Linked DNA regions of Mus musculus: region 2 is linked to region 1. Evidence: chromatin contacts called from public promoter capture Hi-C data. All regions are on one chromosome and are shown on one strand. The core of a region is the stretch at or near the end of the contact, and the rest is flanking DNA. Distances in the headings are between cores, read along the strand shown. Region 1 holds the start of Mrpl43 (mitochondrial ribosomal protein L43). Region 2 holds the start of Pcgf6 (polycomb group ring finger 6).

What was found. Promoter capture Hi-C pulls out the DNA fragments that hold promoters and counts their contacts.
Region 2: a contact with region 1 is called in a promoter capture Hi-C map of embryonic stem cells, with 3 times the contacts expected there. The contact joins the promoter of Pcgf6 here to the promoter of Mrpl43 in region 1.

The regions. Positions count from the first base shown.
Region 1 is chr19:45,003,301-45,010,106 of GRCm38.p6, reverse strand. Mrpl43 (mitochondrial ribosomal protein L43) reads left to right here and starts at 3,665. Exons shown (of 3, transcript NM_053164.3): 1 at 3,665-3,843; 2 at 3,938-4,044; 3 at 4,167-5,093. The coding sequence starts at 3,713. The coding sequence ends at 4,408. Twnk (twinkle mtDNA helicase) reads right to left here and starts at 3,549. Exons shown (of 5, transcript NM_153796.4): 1 at 1,732-3,549; 2 at 587-827. The coding sequence starts at 2,977. Sema4g (sema domain, immunoglobulin domain (Ig), transmembrane domain (TM) and short cytoplasmic domain, (semaphorin) 4G) reads right to left here. Exons shown (of 15, transcript NM_011976.1): 15 at 6,712-6,806.
Region 2 is chr19:47,048,715-47,055,704 of GRCm38.p6, reverse strand. Pcgf6 (polycomb group ring finger 6) reads left to right here and starts at 4,799. Exons shown (of 10, transcript NM_027654.3): 1 at 4,799-5,254; 2 at 6,616-6,715; 3 at 6,809-6,905. The coding sequence starts at 4,886.

The sequences.
Region 1 (6,806 bases), core at 2,416-4,915:
ATAGTCTTCAAGTAGCCTCAGGACACTCCAGAGGAAAGAGCTTGCATCCTGAAAACACTGATGAAGACCCGCTCTTCTGACCTCCTGTTCTCTGAAAACCCCAAGCCTGTCTAAAAAGACTGGCTGGGAGTCTCACTGAAGCTGGAAAAGGAATCAAAGATATGATGTGATCTCTCAAAATGAAAGGCAAGGCTAGGAATGGTGACACACACCAGTTAATCCCAGCACTCTGAAGACAGAGGCAGGTGGAGCTCTGTGAACTCAAGGGCAGCCTGGTCTACATAATGAAATCCAGGACAGCCAGAGCTATCAAGAGAGACCTGTCTCTAATTAATTAATTATCTCCTTAAAAAGTAACTGGGTGGGCTGGTGAGATGGCTCAGTGGGTAAGAGCACCCGACTGCTCTTCCGAAGGTCCGGAGTTCAAATCCCAGCAACCACATGGTGGCTCACAACCATCTGTAACAAGATCTGACGCCCTCTTCTGGTGTGTCTGAAGACAGCTACAGTGTACTTACATATAATAAATAAATAAATTTAAAAAAAAAAAAAAAAAAAAAAAGTAACTGGGCTCTGAGGGTCTTACCTGATGCTCTGTTGTCCGTGGAAAGTCATGAAGTAGAGAGGCAGGTCCTCAAAACGGTCTGCCCACTCTTCATACTTGTCCAGTTGCTCTTCCAGCCGTGTCACAGCAAACTGGGTCAGCATGACCCGGGCTAGTCTCACGTTGCTGATCTCAAAGCTACCCCACAGTGTGTTCACTCCCTGGGTACACAAGTCCAGGGCATACTCACTGATGAATGTTGTCTTGCCACTGCCTGTTGGCCCTATAGGGGGACGGACAAAGCTCTGAGTTAAGAGGAGAGTCTGGCAGCACATGAGAGGCAGAAGCAGGAGCGTCTCTTAGTTCAAGACCAGCCTCGTCTATAGAGTTCCAGAACAGCCAGGGCTACACAGAGAGACCCTGTCTCAAACAACCAAAAACAAAAACAGAGGGCTGGAGAGATGGCTCAGCAGTTAAGCATGCTGACTGCTTTTCCAGAGGTCCTGAATTCAATTCCCAGCAACCATGCAGTGACTCACACAACCATCTGTATTGAAATCTGATGCTCTCTTCTGGTGTGTCTGAAAACAGTTACAGCGTAACCATATATATATAATAAATACATCTTTAAAACAAGAAACAAACAAAAAAGGAGATGAAAGTCTGGTCTTTGAACCAAGATTCCAGTCAAAGTTGAGAGGGGAAGCCTCCTTTTAACACTGCCAGCAGGGAGCTGGAGAGATGAAGCGGTAATTGAGAGCACTTGTTGCTCTTGCAGAAGACCTGGATTTGATTCCCAGCGCCCACGTGGTGGCTCACAACCATCTGCAAGTCCAGTTCCAAGTGATATACACACATAAGCGAAGCATTCATGCACATAGACACTGCCAATGGCCAAACCCCACATACTTTGTCACCATCTTGTCTAATCCTTTACCTAAGTCACTGATATTTTTATAATACTACTTTATGGATATGGGTGTTTTAGCTGCATGTGTGTCTATGGATTACAGGTACGCTTGGTGTCCTTAGAAGGCATCAAATCCCCCCAGAACTGGAGCTGCAGACAGTTGTGAGCCACTATATGGGTGATGGAAATATAACTCCAAGTCCTCTGCAAAAGCAGCCAGTACTCTTAATCACTGAGCCGTCTCTCCAGCTCCGAAGCAGTGATCTTATAGAGTCACCTGTAAAGACCGTCAACTCGCCCTTCCGATGTCCCTTCAGCAGACGATTCAGGTCTGGGAAGCGGCTCCAACGGACACCAGCCGCTTGCTCTACATTTGACAGTTCTCCTAAAACCTCCTCTCGGAGCTGCCGAAAAGACACAATAGACTTGTGCCAGGCAGGTAGGGCGGTACGAAGAATACGGGGAAGACTTAAGCCTTGGTTTAAGGCCTCCAGGGGACGAGGCTGTTGGTTCCCAGGCCTCACCAGAGAGCATCGCTTGGGGTTGAGTTTTCGAGCAAACAGTTTGGCAGCTTCCCAGGATCGAAGGTCATCTCCTAACCAGAACACAATCCGACGGAACTGTTCAAGGTAAGGCAGTAAGGCTGGGGGTAAGCAGACTGTCCCTCGGGGTAGGGAAAGGGTTGGCAGCCCCGTCGACTGGCTCAAGGCCAGGCTGTCCAGTTCACGACTTGTCACAACCACCTCAGTATCTCTCCGGCTGATCAGTGGTAATCCAAATAGGTTGTGATAGACACCAGGCCGGGGGATGGTGGTCTCTACATACTGTACTCCATTTTCCTGACCCTCAGCCCCTAGTAGCTTCAGGCCACGTAATCCTGAGCTCCCAGGGGTGAACCAAGGGAAGACCAGACTTCGAGCAGATCGAAGATAGCGGACACTGAATCGCCTGAGTGTGTCATCTGTCACCTTGGTAAGGCCAAACATCACACGAGCTAGCTGGGCTTCCTCAGGGTCTGGAAGCTCCCAAAGAGGTATGGCTCGGTTCCAGATCCTCAAGACCTCCTCCCTAACCTCAGCTTCTGGGCCTTCCCTAAGTAGGACACCCTCTTTGGCCCCATCCCCTCGTCCCTCCACACTGGCCTGCAAGTCTTCCCAGCTCCCTTCTGCTAGGCTGGTCATGCAAAGAAAGTGTCCTGTGGTCTTGTCAATGAAGAGGCAGAAGGAAGTGGGAGCGTCCTTTTTCTCATTTTTGATGTCTGAGGACACCACAAAGGGACTTGGTGCTCGAAGGCAGCTGTGGCCATCCTGGAAGGGGATCCCATGTGCACGTAAATACTGGCGGATTTCAGTCGTAGTCACCGGCGACACTGGCATCTCTAAGGCTGGGAGCGCTTCTTTTCTGTACCTTCTGCGGGGAGGGCCTGGCGCCAAGCTTCTGGGCAGGCCCCTCCTACCCACCCACTCGCCACGCAGTGGCAGCAAGATCCGGAGGGGATATGCACGTCGGAGAAGAAGCCACATTCCTAATGGAGTGGGACGCCACTACTGCAAAAGCTTTTGTTGTCTGGTTCAGTGCCTTCACTAAACCAGACCCTAGGAAACCTTCTACAAGGCACTCGCAGAAATCACTCCTACTGGCTTTTCTCTTTATCCCTCCTCAAACTTCTTCACGAACACAGTTCTTACTCCCCTCGGTTGCCTGTGTATTGCTACTTCATCCCTACACACCTACACTGCCCTTTCGCGTCTACGCCTCTCTCTGAGGATTCTCCTATCTCTAGGTCCTTTACGGATTTCTCTCCACCAGCTCACTTCTAGATCCTTCTACGGTCCCTCGATCTAAACGGCTTCTCTGTATCATCTCTTCACGTCTACTACCCCTCTACGGACTCTCCTGGCTAACCTCATCTCTACCGCTTTCTGCATCCCGTCTGAACCCCAACTCCAGGCGCTCCGAGCCCCCAGCGCTCACAGGCACTCTCCACACTGCTGGAGGTCACGCGCTCCGGCCCGGCTTCCTCACTGGCTCCCTTGCTCTGCCCTCCACTTCAAAGCTCCACGCTCCCGCCCCCAGCTTCGCGTCACCACTCTCCTTTCTAGTGTTCTGTCCGCAACGTGGGTCGCCCGCTCGCACGCGCTACTCGCGGTGACTCCGGAAGCAAAACTCTCCAGGGCGCCCATGCCACAACCCCGGAACCGGAAGTCACCGGTTAGTCCCGCCCCCCGGCTCCGCGTCCTGGCTCTCTAACCGTAGCCATGACCGGTCGCGGGACTTCGAGCCGCTTTCTGACCAGCGTCCTCCATAATGGGCTAGGGCGTTACGTGCAGCAGCTGCAGCGCCTCAGCCTCAGCCTCAGCCGGGATGCGCCCTCGTCCCGCGGCGCCAGGTGAGGCACGCGGAAGCGGGAGCGCCGGAAAGGGAGGCGGGGAGCTATGGGGCTGGGTTCGGGCCACCGTACTCACCTTCGCCGGGTCTCGCAGGGAGTTCGTGGAACGCGAGGTGACCGACTTCGCCCGACGGAACCCAGGAGTCGTAGTATACGTGAACCCGCGCCCGTGCGCCATGCCACGAATAGTGGCCGAATACCGTGAGTGGGGCCGAGCTAGGGCGGGGGTGGGCGGCGCGGGATCCCGGCTTGCCCGCTGCGTTCTGTTTGTCTGATTTCCGACCTGGCGCCTTCCACTCATCCCCTCCACGTCCCTCTCCCAGTTAATGGGGCTGTGCGCGAGGAAAACGTCAACAGCAAGTCGGTGGAGGAGATCAAGTCGTTGGTGCAGAAGCTGGCAGACCAGTCCGGCTTGGATGTGATCCGCATCCGCAAGCCCTTCCACACGGACAACCCGAGCATCCAGGGCCAGTGGCACCCCTTCACCAACAAACGGACTGCCCTCCACGGGCTGCGGCCCAGAGAACTCCGGGATTCTGCTCCAGCTTCGATGCAAGCACAGTAAAGAACCAGGCGCTTTGGACCGTGAGAGGGATAGGATTGGTTCCTCTTTTGGATTTCAAGCTCAGGCCGAGTAGGTGGGTGGAGCCTACCAGCCGGGGCGTGGCCTGAGATAAAGAAGAACCTTTTCCTTTGCCCACTTGTAGCTAGGTGCAGTGACCTTGTGAATACCCTAATTCTGATTCAATTGGCCTCCTTGCAAGCTGAGATGTGAGAAGTGTACAACACTTGTACAAGGACCGTGTTTTCTGAAATACGAATAATAATGACTTCAAAACACATGAAAGAGTCTGGAGGCTGTCTTCTGAAGGACACGGGATGCCCTGTTGCTCTTGCTGGTATGGCATTGGGCAAGGCACCTTATATCCGTGTTTGTGTGCAGTTTAGGAAGTTGAAGATGAGCCTGGCGTTGGTAGTGCATAACCTTTAATCCCAGCATTTGGTTGGCAGAGGCAGATGAATCTCTGCGTTTAAGGCCAGCTTGGTCTACAGAGTGAGTTCCAGGACAACCCAGTCTCAAAAACTAAAAATGAAATAAAAAAGAAAAAGAAAACTGAAGTCATTAAGACTATATTTGAAGGGGCTGGTGAGATGGCTCAGCAGGTAAGAGCACCCGACTGCTCTTCCAAAGGTCCTTAGTTCAAGTCCCGGCAACCACATGGTGGCTCACAACCATCTGTAAGAAGATCTGATTCCCTCTTCTGGTGTGTCTGAAGACAGCTGCAGTGTACTTACATATAATAAATAAATCTTTAAAAAAAAAAGCAGTGTTTAAAAAAAAAAGACTATATTTGAAGATTGATTATCTATCATGTGTATAAATACATGCCTGCATGTATTTCTGTGCACGGTGCGCATGCAGTGTCCATGGAGGCCAGAAGACAGTGTAGGGTCCCCTGGAACTGGAGTTACAGGCAGTTGTGAGCCACCATGTTGGTGCTGGGAATTGCACTTGTGTCTTTTAAAAGAACAGTCAGTCTTTTATCCACCTGAGCCATCTCTCTAGCCTCTCAAAGTCACAATTCAAAAATTTGTACTTTTTCTCAAGATGTAGATCTCACTATGTAGCTCTGGTTGTCCAGGATCACTATGTAGACCAGGCTGGCTTCAAACTCACAGAGACCTGTCTGCCTCTGCTTCCCAAGTGCTGGGACTAACGGTGTGCGCCACTGTGCTCGGCTCACGGTGTAGGCGTAGTTTCAGCATAAGCCAGTCTTTTAACTCCAAACTAGAAGCAGAACATAAAACCTTTCAATGGTTAGTGTCAAAGGCAGTGTGACTCAGCATCTCAGAGCAGGTCCCCTCACAGAACGGAGCCATGTCTCTCCCTGGATGGAGGAGTGGGACGTGCTGAAAAGCTTGGGGAGGAGCACAGCCAGCAGGAAGCGGCTTCCAGACTTACGGTAATCAAGGCAAGGGCTGCAAGGTGGCTCAGGGGTTAAAACCACTTGCTGCTCTTCTGGAGGCCTGGGGTTCAATGCTCAGCAACCACACAGCAATCAGTGACCGTCTGTTATGGTTCTGGGGACCTGGATGGTTCCAGGGTTCATGGTGTTTAAGGGTATCAGGCAGTGGGGAGTCAGAGAGGGAAGGGAAAGGCCTTCATGTGGTGGTACAGCTTTTAATCACCAACACTTGAAAGGCAGAGGCAGCCAGATAGATGAGTTCAAGGCCAACCTAGTCTACATAGAGGGTTCTAAGCCAGTGAGGACTACACAGTAAGACCATGTCTTTTTAAAAAAAAAAAAAAAAAAAAGGCAGAGCTGGGTAGATGGCTCAGGATATAAAGGCAGAGCTGGGTAGATGGCTCGATATATAAAGGCAATCCCTGGCCACTTGAGTTTGGTCCCCCTAGATCTCACATAGTGAGAGAAGCAGCAAACAGGTTCTCTGGCCTTGTCCTCTGACCTGCACATATGCACCCTGGCATGGTCAAGCATATGTGCACACACACAACAAGGAGCTGTTATTGTGCATCAGTAGTTGCACAGATCTAGGAGCTGGCAACAGCTCAAATAACAGTGAGATTCCCTGTCTGCAAAGATACAGGAGGGGGGCCAGGAGCAAACGCTGGGAATCCTTGTGACTTCTTGAGCCGCTCTGATTTTGTCCCCCTTAACATCATCATCAGGGAGTAAAATGAGCCCCTAACTCATGGTCCCTGTACCTGCCCGACTCAGCAAAGGCAGAAGCAGATCTCATTCCCAAAGCTACCCCTAGATGAAGAAATCTCTGGAGCACCTTCTCCATAAGCCAGAAATCTGTTTCTGGTAAAGCCAGTCTAGACCAAGCAGACACTCAAAGCTGTGGGGAAAGAGGGCATTTATTAGCCAATGTCAGGAGGAGCAGAGCCCAGGCTCCCCATTCCATCACATGCCTGTTCCACCCACCTGGGTGATGAG
Region 2 (6,990 bases), core at 3,550-6,049, 2.0 Mb before region 1:
TTTTTTTTTTTACTTGAGACGGATGCTACACTTGTTTTCATGGGTGTTTTTACAGTAAGTCAAACTTAACAATATTTTACTGCATCTGGTTTTAGAATCGTAGGTAATATGCCTTTCTCTCCTATGTTGTTAAGAGGATCCGATCCCTGTTTTCTTCTACAGTCTGGCTTCTTTTTTCTTTAGTTCACCAGTCAGTTTAGATTTAATCTTGTATATGGTATAAGCTATGCATCTAAATGTCTTCCGCATAAGTTTTTCAGGATTTGGGGATGTGGCTCAGTGGTAGACCAATCACTTAGCATTTGCAAGGCCTGGTGTTCAATTTCCAGTATTGTCAGTATTGCCAGGGGAGGGGGGAATCTAATAAGAATTATTTAAAGGGCTTCTTCTTCTTTGGGAAATCACCAAACGGGGGAGGGAAGTGTCTTAGGGGATGAAGTCCTGGTAGAGGCCTGTGGTTGAGGCTGCAGGGTTCATGGAGGTAAAGCTGAAGACGAGGAGTGGCCACCGGGCTGCCTGGTCAGGTACGTGAAGACTAAGCCCCTGGAGGAGATCTCCACGCTCTCCTGCCCATTAGGGACTCTGAGATTACAGACTTTTTCCTGGGCACATCCCTAAAGGATGAGTTCTAAAGACCAGGCCAGTACAAAGTAGACCCGGGTTGGCATGCAGACCAGGTTCAAGGCTCTTGTTACTACTGGAGACTACAATGGTCACTTTGCTCTTGGTGCTAAGTGCTCCAAGGACCTGACCTCTGCCATCTGAGGGACCACCATTTTGGTCAAGCTTTCCATCATCCCTGTTCCTGTTGGGAGAGTCTACCTGGGGAAACAAGATTGGCAAGCCCCACACTGTTCCTTGTAAGGTGACAGGCCCCCATTGCTCTGTGTTGGTGTGCTTCATCCCTGCCCCAAGAGACACTGCCATCCATCTCTGCCCCTGTGCCCAAGAAGCTACTGCTGATGGCTGGCATTGAGGACTGCTACACAGCAGCCAGGGCTGCACTGCCACCCTGGACAACTTTACCAAGGCCACCTTTGATCCTATCTCCAAGACCCACAGCTACCTGACACCCCCGCCTCTGGAAAGAGACTTGTGTTCATCAAGTCTCCTTGTCAGGAATTCGCTGGCCATCTTGTGAAAACTCACACCAGAGGCTCTGTTCAGTGTACCTAGGTTCCAGTTATGGCTACCACATAAGGGTTTTTATACTAGAAAAATAAAGTGAATTAAGTCTGTGTTTGTTTGTTTGTTTGTTTGTTTGTTTAAAGAATTTAAAGGGCCCAGCAAGATGGCTCAGTAGGTAAAGGTACTTTGCCACCAGATACAAACCTGATGGTATGAGTTTGGGCCTTGGTATCCACATGGAGGAGGAAGAAGAGAACTACAACTCTACAAGATTGTCTTCTCATTTCTACATGCTCTGTGGTAAATGCACTTTCCCACATACACATATTGCACACGTGCGCACACAAACACAAATATGATGATGAAGATGGTGGTGGTGGTGCTGCTGCTGCTGAAAGGGAGTATTCCGGAAGCACCCCACCCCTACGCCAGCCCCTGCTTTGAAAGCCTGGTAGTCCTCTGAAACTACATCTGAGATTCAGTAGCAGGCCGGGGCCAGCTGTGGTGAACTCCTTTAATACCTTCACTAGAGAGGCATCAGACGAAACTCAGATGAAATCTCTTGAGTCTGAGGCCAGCCTAGTCTACATCGTCAATTCTGGACCAGCAAGTCCCAGTCTCAAAAACAAAACAAAAGAAACCCCAAACCAAGCACACACACACACACACACACACAAACAAATAACAACAAATAACCCAGCAAACAAACACCAAAAACAAAGAGTGCCTCTCTTCCTCTCTTGCTATATAGCCAGCCACAACTCTTGTCTCGAAAGTCAGTTCTCCAACAGTGAAACCACACAAACACACAGACACACAGACACACACACACACACACACACACACACACACACACACGCACGCACACATCATAAATCCTGTCATTTGTACAAAGCCATGTGACAAACTGGCACAGCTTGGTTCATTGCCCCAGGTACACACATGGAAACCACCATCAATCATTGACAGAAAATAAATACTAATGACCACAGTTCCAGGGGTTGACCAAGGTTCAATCATAGTTCTAGATTTCCTTGAAGATAGAAGAGAACGAGCAACTTCTTCTACTGTTTTAACTTTTCTCCCTAGATGCCTAACCATTCCACCTCAGTGTGTTTTCTGAAAAGCCCATGCTGGCTTTAGTGCTTTGAGATACCACTCGTACCAGGACTCAGGCTTCATATACACTCTCTGGCTTTTCTCTCCTGTTTCAGGTTTACTCAAACAATGGGGTATACAGATACCAGGTAGAAAGTTTTATGGAATGTTCAATGATCAATGGAGGGTACACATCAATATCATTTCTTCTTTATGATGTTTATCAGTATAAAAGAACTATATATTTTTTAAAGATTTATTTATTTTATGCATATGAGTACACTACCATTGATCTCTTCAGATGCACCAGAAGAGGGCATCAGACCCCATTACAGATGGCTGTGAGCCACCACGTGGTTGCTGGGAATTGAACTCAGGACCTCTGAAAGAGCTGTCGGTGCTCTTAACTGCTGAGTCATCTCTCCAGCCCAAGAGCTATGTTTTTTTTTTTTATTTAGCTCTTTTATCCTGATTTTATCCAGTCTGTATTTTCTTTTGTCATTTGGCGTGTTAGAGACAAGAGTGGGAAGGCAGTTTGTGCCTGTGATCCCGGCACTCGAGAGGCTGATGCCCTCAGAAGATTCCTGTAGTGTATGTCGGGGCGTCTCTGTAGTGCCAGGAGTTTGAGCCGTAAGTCTTCATGTGTCATTTGAGTGAAGCAGCAGAGAGCTCAGTCCAGGACCAGAAGTGGATATCTTTCAAACCTGCCTGTAGTTATCACCACTTCTGGCTAGGTCACACAAGCCAGAGGTTTCATAACTCCCAAACAGGACCACCAGTTGGGGACCACGTGTTCAAACACAAACCTGTGGAGGGACATCCATATTCAAACCATAGCATGTTCCTCTCAGTCCCCATAGGTTCCTGGGTTATCTCATAATGGAAAAATGTGTTTAGTCCAACTTTCGGGAGCCTCTACATCTTTTCTTGTTTGTTTTATTTTTACTTGTTTATTTTTAAAGATTTTATTTATTTATTTATTATATGTAAGTACACTGTAGTTGTCTTCAGATCTCATTAAGGATGGTTGTGAGCCACCATGTGGTTCCTGGGATTTGAACTCAGGACCTCTGGAAGAGCAGTCAGTGCTCTTAACCGCTGAGCCATCTCTCCAGCCCCTGTTTTATTTTTTAAAGATTTTTGTTTTGTTTTGTTTTTGTTTTTCAAGACAGGGTTTCTCTGTGTAGCCCTGGCTGTCCTGGAACTCACTCTGTAGACCAGGTTGGCCTTGAATTCAGAAATCAGCCTGCCTATGCCTCCTGAGTGCTGGGATTAAAGGCATGTGTCACCACGCCCGGCCTTTTTTAAAGATTTATTTACTTTATATACACAGTAGCTGTCTTCAGACACACCCGAAGAGGGCTTAGGATCCCATTACAGATGGTTGTGAACCACCATGTGGTTGCTAGGATTTGAACTCATGCCCTCTGGAAGAGCAGTCAGTGCTCTTAACTGCTGAGCCATCTTTCCAGCCAGCCCTGGGTTTGTTTGTTTGTTTGTTTGTTTTAGACAGTGTTTCTCTGTTATGCTCTGGCTATCCTGGAACTCACTCTGTAGACTGGCCTAGGACTCAAGAGATTTGCCCGTTTCTGCCTCAGTGCTGGGATTAAAGGTTCCTTTACCACTTGGCTCCAATTGAAAACTATATTTTATTTATTTTTCATTTTTATGTGTAGCATGTTTTGCTTGCATATATGTATGTTCACCATTTGCATCCCTGGTGCCCAGAGAGGACAAAAGACAGCATCTGGAACTAGATGGTTGTGAACAGCCATTTGGGTGCTTGGAAGAGGGGTTCTTCTTAAAGGGCCTCTCTGCACGAGCATCGAAGTGCTCTTAACAGCTGGAGCCATCTTTCCAGCTCAAGACACCTCCACGTTTAACTGTCTCAATAGTGTTCAAAAGTCCAAAGACACCCTTCAGTGGGTAAGGTCTGGAACTTTTCTCTTCCTTTTGGAGACAGGGGTGTTGGAGTGCTGCCCAGGTGGGTCTCAAATTCCTTGGCTCTAACATTCTGCCTACTCAAGGCTGAAATTAATAAGTAGGTAACCATACTTGGCTTATGTGGTTATTCTTATCAAAGCTGTCCTCTAACTTTTCCCCCTCATTTCTCAGAAATCATTTCGCGAATCAGTTCTCTCCCTCTAACATGGGTATTGAACTCAGGTCGTCACACTTGGAGGCAAATTTTTTACCTGCTGAGCCAGCTTAGGGTTTTTGTTTGTTTGTTTGGTGAGACAAGGTCTTACTAAGTAGATAGATGCCATTAACCATGGACGGAAAACCACAATTAGTCCTCAAAATGAAACCATCACTCCTAATTCAAGAACACATGGCATCTAGAGTTCAATGTTCCATGAATAAACTGGTGCAAGTAAAATACTGAAACTGTAGCATTTTAGACTCTCCTGAACAGCACACTGCAGGCTTCGACCGCGAAAACCGGTGAGCTTCCTTCAAGGCGTGGCCCACACGCCCCGCCCCAACCTGAGCAGCTCCGCCTCACCTAGGTAGCCTAGGTGAACCACACTTCCCAGCGGCCTCTGCGGAGCGCCGGCGCCTGCGCACTGGTACGAAAGGGGGCTCGTGCTCAACTCGCGCGCTAGCCGTCCGACTCGCCTTGCCTCGCTCTCAACTCGCCAGATTTCTGATCCCCGCCATGGACGAGGCTGAGACGGACGCCACGGAAAACAAGCGCGCCTCTGAGGCCAAGCGAGCCTCAGCCATGCCGCCACCGCCACCGCCTCCGCCTCCCATCTCTCCGCCCGCCCTCATCCCGGCACCCGCGGCCGGCGAGGAGGGCCCGGCGTCCCTGGGCCAGGCGGGCGCTGCCGGCTGCTCTCGCTCTCGGCCCCCGGCGTTGGAGCCCGAGCGCAGCCTGGGCCGCTTGAGAGGCCGCTTCGAGGACTACGATGAAGAGTTGGAAGAGGAGGAGGAGATGGAGGAGGAAGAAGAGGAGGAGGAAGAGATGAGCCACTTCTCTCTGCGTCTGGAGTCCGGACGGGCAGACTCCGAGGACGAGGAGGAGGTATCGACGACCCTGCCAGACCTGGCTGCGCTCGAGCGGCCTCTGGGACCCAGCGGGGCGCAGACCTGTGGTTGCCGTTGTCGCTGGAGCTCGCGGCGCTTGTGTAGCGCTCCATCCCCGCCCACCCAGGCGTGGCCTCTCTCCGGCTTCATTTATTTTGTGGAGTCCTTGCAGATCATTTAGGGCACTCTGGGTCCCGTTTTTTTGTTTGTTTTTGTTTTTGTTTTTTTTACATTCTGTAAAAGTCTTTGCGTAACGTGGAGGGAGTTAGATGTCTAAGGCTACTGGCAGGTGTACTCTTTTTTTTCTGCAGGATGTTGAGAGGGTTTGGGACCCCTCCCCCATTAAAAATAAATAACAAATGTGTGAAGAAAGGCATCCCGGGGATAGGGTGTAGGCCAGTTGATACAGTGTATCTCTGCCCTGCAGGACGCTCGGAGTTCGAGTCACAGCACTGTCTACACTGGATGTGGTAGTAGACACTTGTTACTACCAACATTCGTGAGGCAGAGGCAGCAAGTTCAAAGTCATCCTTGGTAATGTGGGGAGACCAGGCAGGTTTAAGGGCTTTTTGTAAACCAACAAAAGAACAGGTGCCTTTCACTGTTAGTTTCCTATATGTCAGAGAACTGGGACCGCTTAGATACAGTGTTTTCTTTAGATTGGATATTTTGAAGGGTTGGAGTGCAATTAAGTTACACTGCTTATAATGAAATCTTGGGATCATGGCTTAACTTGTTTTGAAATGAGACCTTGTAGTGTTGGCTTTGGACTGGGTTTGATGTTGTGATTTTAAAAAGATAAAGGGGTATTAATATATGTTCTATGGGGGTGTGGCGAGGTGTGGGGGAAGGGGGTGCCCCAGCGGGCCCATGCCAAGGCATCCCTTACCCCTGAGGGACCAGCCACACGACGATATAGTATAGAATAGAGTTTATTCAGGGCATGGGGAGGGAAGTTAAGAGGGTAGTAGAGGCAGAGAGAGAGAGACAGAGTAGAGAAGTGGAGGAGGGCCATGACCACGTGTAGAGAGGGCGGGAAGGGAATGGGGAGAGAGATGGAGCAAGGGAGGGAAGAGGCAAGGGAGAGAAGCAGGAGTAAGAGGAGGGGGCAAGCAGTCCCTTTTATAGTGGGCCAAACCTACCTAGCTGTTGCCAGGTAACTGTGGGGAGGAGCATACCTGGCTGTTGCCAAGTAACTGTGGGGGTGGAGTCCAGACCCTACCAACACTCTTGGGCTCAGATGTCACAGCTGACTTGTGTAAGTTGGAATATAGGCATTAGACTTCCTACTTGCAGCTAGCTTCTGAATTTGAGAAGGGAAAGGCTTGTATCCTAAAATGGTTACTGTTGCACTTACAGCGCCTGATAAACCTTGTCGAGCTGACCCCCTACATCCTGTGTTCGATTTGCAAAGGTTACCTGATAGATGCAACCACCATTACAGAGTGTCTTCATACCTGTAAGCACATAGTTCGCATTTCCGAATGGTGTTTTAAAAATGTGAAGATGTCTGTAAACCATCCTAAATTAAACATTTTTTCTCTTTCACTAGTTTGTAAAAGCTGCATTGTGAGACATTTTTACTATAGTAACAGATGCCCAAAATGCAACATAGTTGTCCACCAGACTCAGCCTCTTTATAATATAAGGTAAGAATATACACACTTAAAATGTATCCACATTTAAAATCATTGTTGCCAGTGTTTTTTGTTTTTTTTTTTTTTCTGAAATCTT